Regions from separate parts of the Mus musculus genome. Here all the other regions are linked to region 2. Evidence: chromatin contacts called from public Hi-C and Micro-C data. All regions are on one chromosome and are shown on one strand. The core of a region is the stretch at or near the end of the contact, and the rest is flanking DNA. Distances in the headings are between cores, read along the strand shown.

Region 1 (2,700 bases), core at 73-2,572, about 20 Mb before region 2:
AGGACCAGATCCAGCAGAAGAAGCGCTTCTTTTCCAAAGGGCTTTGCGAGCTGTTGAGCTCCCGTGGACTCCTTAGGTGTTCTTCCTTCCGACTGTGTTCTTGCAGCTGCTTCAGAGTTGCTGCTTCCTCACTTGTATGCCCAAGTTGTGACATGATTGTACATCTTTTAGGACTTGGTGGGGAAACTTAAGGATGCTTCAAAAAGCCTGGAAAGAGCAACTCAGTTGTAATTTGGGGAGGCTGATGACCCCAGGAGCCTAGAGGAAAACCAGACGCGCCTTGTCTCCTGCTGGACCATCGTTCGCGCGAGCTGGATGTCATTTTCAGTGGAAAAAGAGCTAGCACCCTTTTGAAGTGATGCCAACCATCAATTTTGACACTTTTTTTACACATGTGAAATGGTTAAGAGGGAGACTCTTAAGCATCTGGATTTTCAGTATTACTCTTGCGTTCCTTCTATCTTGAGCGTCTTCAAGCCCTATTAAAGTATCGTACCCTGAATAAATACGGTGGTATTCCCACAAGAAGGGCGGCATTCTGTTTGGAGTTTGTGTGTGACTTTGACGACTGAGTGTGCCAAGCACATCTGCCCTGCGTGGGCTCGGACGCCTGCCTTGCCCCAGGTTAAGTGTTTCGGGAAAGGTGTGCGGCCGGGCCGTGCTCGCTGCCCGGCCCGCCCGTTACCTGCGCCCGGCCCGCCCGACCCCGCGAGCGGAGCCAGCCCGGCCGCTGCCCGCGCGCGCCTCTTCCCGGCCGCCAGCGGGCGGGGCGGCCGCTGTTGTTTCCGCGGGCCCGATCCGGCGCAGGTTCGGCAGGGCCGAGCCGGGGCAGCGGCCGGGCGCCCCCGGCGGCGGGCCCCGCGGACGTGTGCGCCAGAAGCAGGAGACATGGTGGGGGGCGGGGCGGCGTGCGGGGCCGAGCGGGCCGCGCCGGGAGAGCGGCGTGTGGCGCTGTGGAGAAATGCCTCCGTCGCGGCCCCGGCGCGCTGCGCGGGGAGGGGAGGGGGCTGGGCGCGCGGCTCGCGGCGCGCTGCGAGGGGAGGGGGCGGCCACGGGCCCGACTACACCGACACTAATTCCCAGGCCGCCCTTAAGGAATGAGGGGAGCACGTGACCCGGCGGGGGGCGGGGGAGGGGGCGGGCGGACTCCGAGCCATTTTGGAGCCGGTGTCAGTTTCCACTCTGCCTTCAGCCGTGCATTTTTTTCCACCCTCCCCTCCCCCTCCTGGTCCTCCCTCCCCTCCCCCGCCACCCGGCCCGCAAGCACACTCGGCGCCCCCCGCCCGCCCGCCAGCCCGCCTCCCCCACGCGAGTCTGAAATCATAATCGTAGTATTAAAGGCAGAGATCGGGAGAGACAATGGGGAGGTTGGCGAGGGAGCCCCGCGCAGGCTTAGCAACACCTCCCGGCCCCGCAGAATAATACGGCTCGGCCCCTCTGCGCGCCCTCCCCCGAGCGCGGCCGGGAGGCGGCGGCTGCGCCGAGGAGGAGGAGAGGCCCCGAGGAGGCGGCGGCGGAGGCCGCGCGGAGGCGGAGGAGGCCGCGCGGGAGGAGGAGGCCGCAGCGCGCGAGCAGGAGGCCGGCGGGGGAGCGGCATGAGCGGAGCGCGGCGGCCGTGGCTGCTCTCGGCCGCGCTCGGTGCCCATTGACAGCGGCGGCGGCGGCTCGCTCCAAGATGGCCGCTTGGCTCGCATTCATTTTATGCTGAACGACTTTTAACTTTCATTGTCTTTTCCGCCCGCTCAGATCGCCTCGCGCCGGCCGCTCTTTCCGGGTACGTAGGAGGCGAGGCGCCGACGGGCCGTGGCCGGGGACTGGTGGGGGTCGGGGCGGCGTGGAGGGGGGGGGGCGGAGGCGCTGACAGCGTGGGCAACCGGCCCGCGCCCCGCGCCCGCGCCCGCGCGCCCGCCGCCTCCCGCGGCGCCGGACGCCCCGCAGCCCGCACCAGCGCCGCCTGACCGCGCTCCAGCCGCTCCGGCCGCCGCCCGCGCCCGGCCGCGCCGCGCCGCCCCACGTTTTAGTTCCCCGCTCCCCCGAGCGCCCCTCGGCACCCTCGCGCCGCACATGGTCCCCGAGAGCGGCACTTGTGTCTCCAGCCTGCGCGGCTCCCGCGGCCGCTGCGCCCTTTGTTGAGAGGTAGACTTTGCTGAAACGGGGACGGGATCCCGAGATCGGGCGCTGCCTGGGTCCAGTGGCTTCCCTCCTCTCCCGAAGAAAGGGCTCTGGAGGTCTTTGAACCTCCAGGGAACGCCCCCATTTTATAGGGATGGGTACTGTGGGGAACAGCGATCCCGACGAGGTGGGTGTTAGGCTGGGGGGAGCCCCGACAAAAATGTTATTAACTTAAGTTGGAGGGACACTTGTGTGAAATTGGATGGCTGGTAAGATGGCGGTTCCCAGTTGTTTCCAAGGTCTTGTGCATTTGTGTTGGAAAGGGTAAAGTTTTCAAGGTGGTATTTGTTGGGAGTCGAGGACAGGGGTTCCATACGTACTTGGGGCGAGCTCTCAAGGAGGTGGGCATTTAAAATTTGAGCTTTGTTTTGGAGTGAAGCCGGTGACTGTACGTTAGCCTTGCTGAGCGCCCTTTCTCTCTCCACTCTCACCCCTCCTTTTTTCTTCTTTTCTCTCGAAGACACTACAACTTTCCCCTTTGCTGTGGGATGAGCTGAGACTTAGGTCCATTGCATTTTATAGATTTTG
Region 2 (2,757 bases), core at 24-2,523:
CATGTTATTGTTAGTTCTTGTGCAACCAGGTGGCAGGGTGGGTCCAGAGTGGGAGAGCTAGTGGGATGGAGTACCCCATAGGAAGGAAGAGAATAGGCCTCTGGTCTTTAAGAACTGCCAAGTATATCCCGGAGTGAGAAGATCCAAATAGGAAAAGAAAAAGAGGGAGCGATTAAGAAATTCGCTGAGTGCCTACTATGCTCTATATATTTTCCACTCATTTCTTTCATCACACCCAAACACCTAAAAGGAGGGGGCCTTCTTGTTTCCCTTTGAGAAAGTCAAACATTGTAAAGGAGGTTGAGTCACTGTCTCCGGATCACACTGCACGTACATGGGAGAGAGCTATGGACTCCTTGTTTCTTTTTCTGAGTTCCTAAAGACATGCCTCCAGACTGCAGAGCTTTGGAGAAATCCAGGAGCTACACGCCTGGCAGTATAGTCCCTAGCTCACTTGAAGAGAGGATATGCTGGCCGGCCCGCTACCCTTGGGAGTCATTGCTCTGGTGGCACTTGCGCCTGGTCCCCGGGAGGGCTGCGCTGCTAAACGCAGCGCAGAGAGTAGCGCCCCAGACCGAAGCCCAGATGGGCGGGAAGCAGCCGAAGGCTCTTGAAACAGTACTCCTGGTCTGTCTTCTCTGCCCCTCCTCAACCCCAGGTTCCAGAGGCCAAGGGGGAGAATGGAGACTTCCTCAAGCATCCTTTGGCAGCGCTTTTTTAGGACAGAGACTCCAGGAAAGGTTTAATTTTTCTTCCTGAAGAAACACAGGAAACTGTTCGCAGCCTAGAAAACTCCAAACCCCGCGCTCTCCCTTCTCCCTCCCTTGCGCCTCCTCCTCCAGCCTCGCCCACCAGCTCCCACCACCTCCTCTCTCCGCTCCTCTCCTCCTCTAGCCTTTCCCCTCCCTTTGGGTCTCCCGCCTTCCCGGAGCACGCGCTGCCAAGGCCTGGGGCGGCGGGCGGCCAATGGCACGGCGGCAGGACGTGATGTCAGGCGCGGCTGTAGAAAAGGCGCGGAGGCTTGCGCTGGCGCGGACTGCAGAGCCGAGGCTGAGCTCGGCGCGCGCTTGGGTAGCGTTGCGCGCGGCTGGGCCCGCGGCCGTCGGCTCCTCCTCCCACTCTGCTCCTCCTCCTTTTTCCTCCTCCTCCACCTCCTCCGCCGCCGCCTCCTCCTCCTCTTCCTCCTCCTCCTCTTCAATTCTCCCAGTGGCTCGGCTCAGCTCGCAGGCTTCGCGGAGACCCCCTACTCCAGTTCGCCTTTGGTTGGGAACACACCCCGGGGGGAAGAGACGTGCAGGCATCTGGGCCGCCGCGGGCACCTAGCTGTTCCTGGGTGAACCCCGACTGCAGCCACCGCCGCCTGGGGCAGAGTTTGCGCCCCTGATTTGCGCCCTGGGCGCCAGAACCCAGCTAGCGATGCCTGCGGCGTGAAAGCGCCCACAGCGGGCGCCGACCTCTGCCCTGGTCTCCCGCCCCCACCTCACCCCCTGCCCTTGTGACCCTGGCTTCGGCGCCGCCGTCCAGGCGCCCCGCGATGTAGCTGCCCCCACGCCTCGGCGGGAGGCGTCCTGGCCCGCAGGCGCCCGCGGCCCGGAGCCCAGCCTGGGGGCGCAGCCGAGCTCGGGCGGGGCCGGGGCCGCGGTGGCGATGCACTGGGCCGGTTAACGCCGGGAGCGCCAGGCAGCTGAGGCGGGGGGCAAGCCCTTCCTCGGGGCAGCCGCATCCCCGGTCCCGCCGCGATGCTGTTCCACAGTCTGTCGGGCCCCGAGGTGCACGGGGTCATCGACGAGATGGACCGCAGGGCCAAGAGCGAGGCTCCGGCCATCAGCTCCGCCATCGACCGCGGCGACACGGAGACGGTAGGCGCGCGGCTGTGGAGTTGGGGCTGAGAGCTGGGACCTGGCGGGGCCAGCCAGCGCCTCTGTTCCCCGAACTTTAGGTAGAGTCCTCCGAGACGCACGGGACCAAGGCTGGGGAATCCTCGGACAGGGTGCAAGGCCCGGGGCACCAGACTCAGGGGAAACTCAGCTGCTAGAGAGGAGGAGGGAGTCAAGGTTGAAACCCAGATCTGGACTGCGAGGGTGGAGGAGAACGTTGTTCTAGAAGTGGAAGGGGAGTGGAAGTGGAGGCCACTCTCTTCTCTCCGCTCCCGGAGGCGCTCCGGTCCACAGACCTGACTCTCCACTACTTTGCTCCTGGTGCTGGCGCCGACGCCTCGGGAAAAGGGAGAACCGGTGGAAGCCCTAGCTGGTTTGAATCGCTTTCAGTCTTCTGGCAGTCTGGGATTCTCTCCTTAGCTCAGTTTCAGGGCCCTGCGACATCTGGGCCAGCACTTTCCGTTGATCGTGACCCGTGTTCCTAACTGGCTAGATTTGGCCAGGCAATGGTTCGGAGTTCAGTCACCGGCCTGGCTTCTGCGGAAGGAGACTCCATTAGGTTCTCTGTACCTGGCTCTGCTGTCCCGGCCCCAAATAGCCTCCCCCGGGGCCAGACTAGCAGACGCTGCCTAAGCAGCGGCTGCAGTGACCTTTAGAGACCGAGGAGGTGGGAAGCCTGGCCCGAGTTTCTCCCTTCTAGAGCCACAGCTCCGTGACCTCCGGGTTTCCCCTAAGCCTTTCTTTCCGGATAAACCTCCGCTGCTCAGTTTTATTAGGAAAAAAATTTCACATGGGCCTGCCTTGCACCCTCCTGGAAGGTCGCCCTGTATCCCACTTAACCTACTCGCAAGACCCAAGCGGGAACCAGAAGTTGCTGGAC
Region 3 (2,700 bases), core at 42-2,541, about 19 Mb after region 2:
GCAGAGGGAAAGAAATATTACGCATATGATATTGGCACCAAAGTTAGAAGCACTTCTCAGCACAGCAAACTGGACACCTTCTCCACAATGCTTTCCACAGGCTGCCTACTTGCTGGGACAAGGCATTCTTGTGTCCTAGCTATTTTTTTTTTCAGATGTTCCCACTTGCAAGGCATTCTAGAGCATAGACGATCTTGTTGATAAAGTAAAGAAACCTGAACACCCTCTCCTTTGCTCCCTCCCCTCTCCGCCCCCCCCCCCACTTCTTCCACAATCTTGCTTTGCTTCAAGGAGCGGAGAAGGTTAACAAGACAAACCAGAGGACTTTTGCTTTATCTCCCCACCCCCATCCGCCGCCGCCCTTGAAAATATGTCTGTTCTGGATATTAACCCGTGGCTATGTCACAGTTTCATAACCGTATTCTTTACCTCACGCACACACTGACACACTATCCAAGGACAACATATATCAAAACCAGTCATTTCAGGCAACTTCGCTACAGGACCCTCTACCGACACTACCCTTACTCGACGATATCCGGGAAACCTCCACCAGCGGGCGAGCCGAGCGACACTGTTCCCAAGCAACACGTAAACTTTCTCTCCCGGACTGTTTCCCACATGTTCGCGAGATGGAGCCTCCTCAAGCCACAATCAATTTCACACCAAGAGCAAACTTTGCGCACATCTCCACCGGCAAGTCCGCTTCTCCTAAAACTGTGGGAGTCCCCTTGCCACATCCACCAATGAGAAGCCTGGAAACCTCTGCCGGCAGCCAACTCCCCCCCCTTTACGCTAGCACCGGAGTTCCAGCAGAGGCTCGGCGGAGCTGCGCGCGCCCACTCGCCATCCCCCTTCCCCAGCCCCTTCGCGCTCCGCGGCTCGGGCGACCACTTGCAGAGAACCCGTTCCCTGGTACGCGGAGACCGGGAGGACGCGTGACCGCGGGCGGCCCCGCCGCAGCTACTCACTTGTCCGCTCTCTTCATTCATTCAACTCCGCCGAAGTGCAGTTCCCTCCGGGAGCAGAGGAGCCCGGGTCCGCGGGAGCGCTGCGGAAGCGGGGCGCGGAGAGCCACACGCAGCCAGCCCGGCCGCAGGAGAGGGAGGCAGCCAGCGGGGCCGGAGAGAGGGACGCGGAGCTGTGCGGAGCCGCGGGGCGGACTGGCCCTGGCCGCCAATGTGCCTTTGTTTATGTGGCTCGAGCTGCTGCTGCCAACATGCACCTAAAGTCTGCGCGCGTCAGCCCGCGTCAGCGGCCCGCGGTCCAATCGCCGAGCCGCCGCGCTCCCCGGACTCCTGGCCCGCGCTCGCTTTGGTATATTTCCGACCTGACGTCACGACTGGGGCTGATTTTAAGGTGGGAACGGTTCACCTTGGTAGCCCACTTGGGTGGATTTTTTTTTTTTCCGAAAGAAGTGTGACTTCTGCAACCCAGGTCCGTGAAGTCCGTGGTGATGCTACGCTCCACCTGCCCCTCCCCCGCCCCAGACCTTGCGTCCTCACACGTGGGGAGGGTGCAACAAAAGCTTGAACGGAAAAGAACACTCGCGTGGGCCAGGTAGCTAGCACCTGGGCCGAGAGGGCAGAGGTGTGCCTTGCAGCTCCCCAACATACCCTCCTCACACCCTTTAGCAGAAGTGGAGACAGTTGTCCCGTGGCTCGTAACTCTCCAAAGACTTGGGCGTTAGATGGGATTCCCCTAGTCCGTGCATCCCCCTTCTCCCTTTTTAAAAACCCACTCTTCCTCCCGCTTCGAAGGATGAGAGGTCAGGCCCTTTCCCCTTCTTTACAGAAACTAAAAAGACGTACTATCTAAAGCAATGTGGGAGGAAGGAGGGTAGACAGTGAGCCAAGTCTTAGAGGACCCCACAAGTAGGAGTGAACTGTTGCCAGCTTTCTCTCGCAGACAATACATTAAAGGATCCGGCAACAGGTGCGCCTCCAGCCCAGAGGTGATCTGAACCATCGCCCCCAAGCCCCTCGGTCAACTCTTGACAGAGTTGACATTTCGCTGTGCCCACCAAGCCCTTCAGTCCCTTTCACAGGTTTCTGAAACGCAGGGGCTGTCGTGCCTGCAACCAAGAAGAAAGCATGGAGGGAGAAGCAGCAAGGGGAGTGGAGCTCGAGGCGGGGTGGGTCTCGCCCAAAACGGAGAGTATGTGCCCATTGCCCCAGCCCAGGGTCCGGGTGAACTGTGGGAGCGTGCCCTACCCCCGCGTTCCTCTCAATCGCCTCCAGCTCCGCTCTGCAAGACAATCCGCTCCCCCTCCTCCCAAGCGCGTGGATCTTTCTAGCAAAGGAATCGCAGATCCTCCAGAGGGCTAACCCTACTCCCAGTACCCCCGTGAAGCTGGCCAGACAGGCCTCTTCGGGTTTCTCTCAAGACCAGGAAGGGACTGAGGCCAAGGGAGAGCGACTTTGTAGGGTCCCCTTCTTCTCCCAGGACAGCGCTCCTCCTCCCCTTCTCCCGAGCGTTGGCTCGCTCCCAAGCTACCCGGGCGAGCGGTGTGTGTGTGTGTGTGTGTGTGTGTGTGTGTGTGTGTGTGTGTGTGTGCGCGTGCGTGTGTGTGTGTGTGTGTGTGTGTGTGTGTGTGCAATATACACCTCGGCCCCCTCTCGGTGATCCTAACACCCCGGGAGAACACCGCGGAACTCTCGGGGTTGTGGGGTTGCTCATTCCTAGCCTGCACCTCCGCCT

The links. A called contact is a pair of places that touch in the nucleus more often than the background predicts.
Region 1: a contact with region 2 is called in a Hi-C map of stem cell-derived epiblast-like cells, with 12 times the contacts expected there. The contact joins the promoter of Bmi1 here to the promoter of Lhx2 in region 2. A contact is called at or near these places in 1 of 39 promoter capture datasets (cranial neural crest), 1 of 484 Hi-C or Micro-C datasets (stem cell-derived epiblast-like cells) and 1 of 115 datasets of contacts at active chromatin or transcription factors (embryonic stem cells).
Region 3: a contact with region 2 is called in a Micro-C map of embryonic stem cells, with 16 times the contacts expected there. The contact joins the promoter of Nr4a2 here to the promoter of Lhx2 in region 2. A contact is called at or near these places in 3 of 39 promoter capture datasets (cranial neural crest, frontonasal cranial neural crest and maxillary cranial neural crest) and 4 of 484 Hi-C or Micro-C datasets (all in embryonic stem cells).

The regions. Positions count from the first base shown.
Region 1 is chr2:18,675,696-18,678,395 of GRCm38.p6, forward strand. Bmi1 (Bmi1 polycomb ring finger oncogene) reads left to right here and starts at 1,323. Exons shown (of 10, transcript NM_007552.4): 1 at 1,323-1,774. It overlaps Commd3 (COMM domain containing 3), which reads left to right. Exons shown (of 8, transcript NM_147778.4): 8 at 172-536. The coding sequence ends at 231.
Region 2 is chr2:38,350,035-38,352,791 of GRCm38.p6, forward strand. It overlaps Lhx2 (LIM homeobox protein 2), which reads left to right and starts at 1,274. Exons shown (of 5, transcript NM_010710.4): 1 at 1,274-1,859. The coding sequence starts at 1,740. It overlaps Gm27197 (a long non-coding RNA gene), which reads right to left and starts at 706. Exons shown (of 2, transcript XR_374289.3): 1 at 1-706.
Region 3 is chr2:57,113,747-57,116,446 of GRCm38.p6, forward strand. Nr4a2 (nuclear receptor subfamily 4, group A, member 2) reads right to left here and starts at 1,292. Exons shown (of 8, transcript NM_013613.2): 1 at 972-1,292.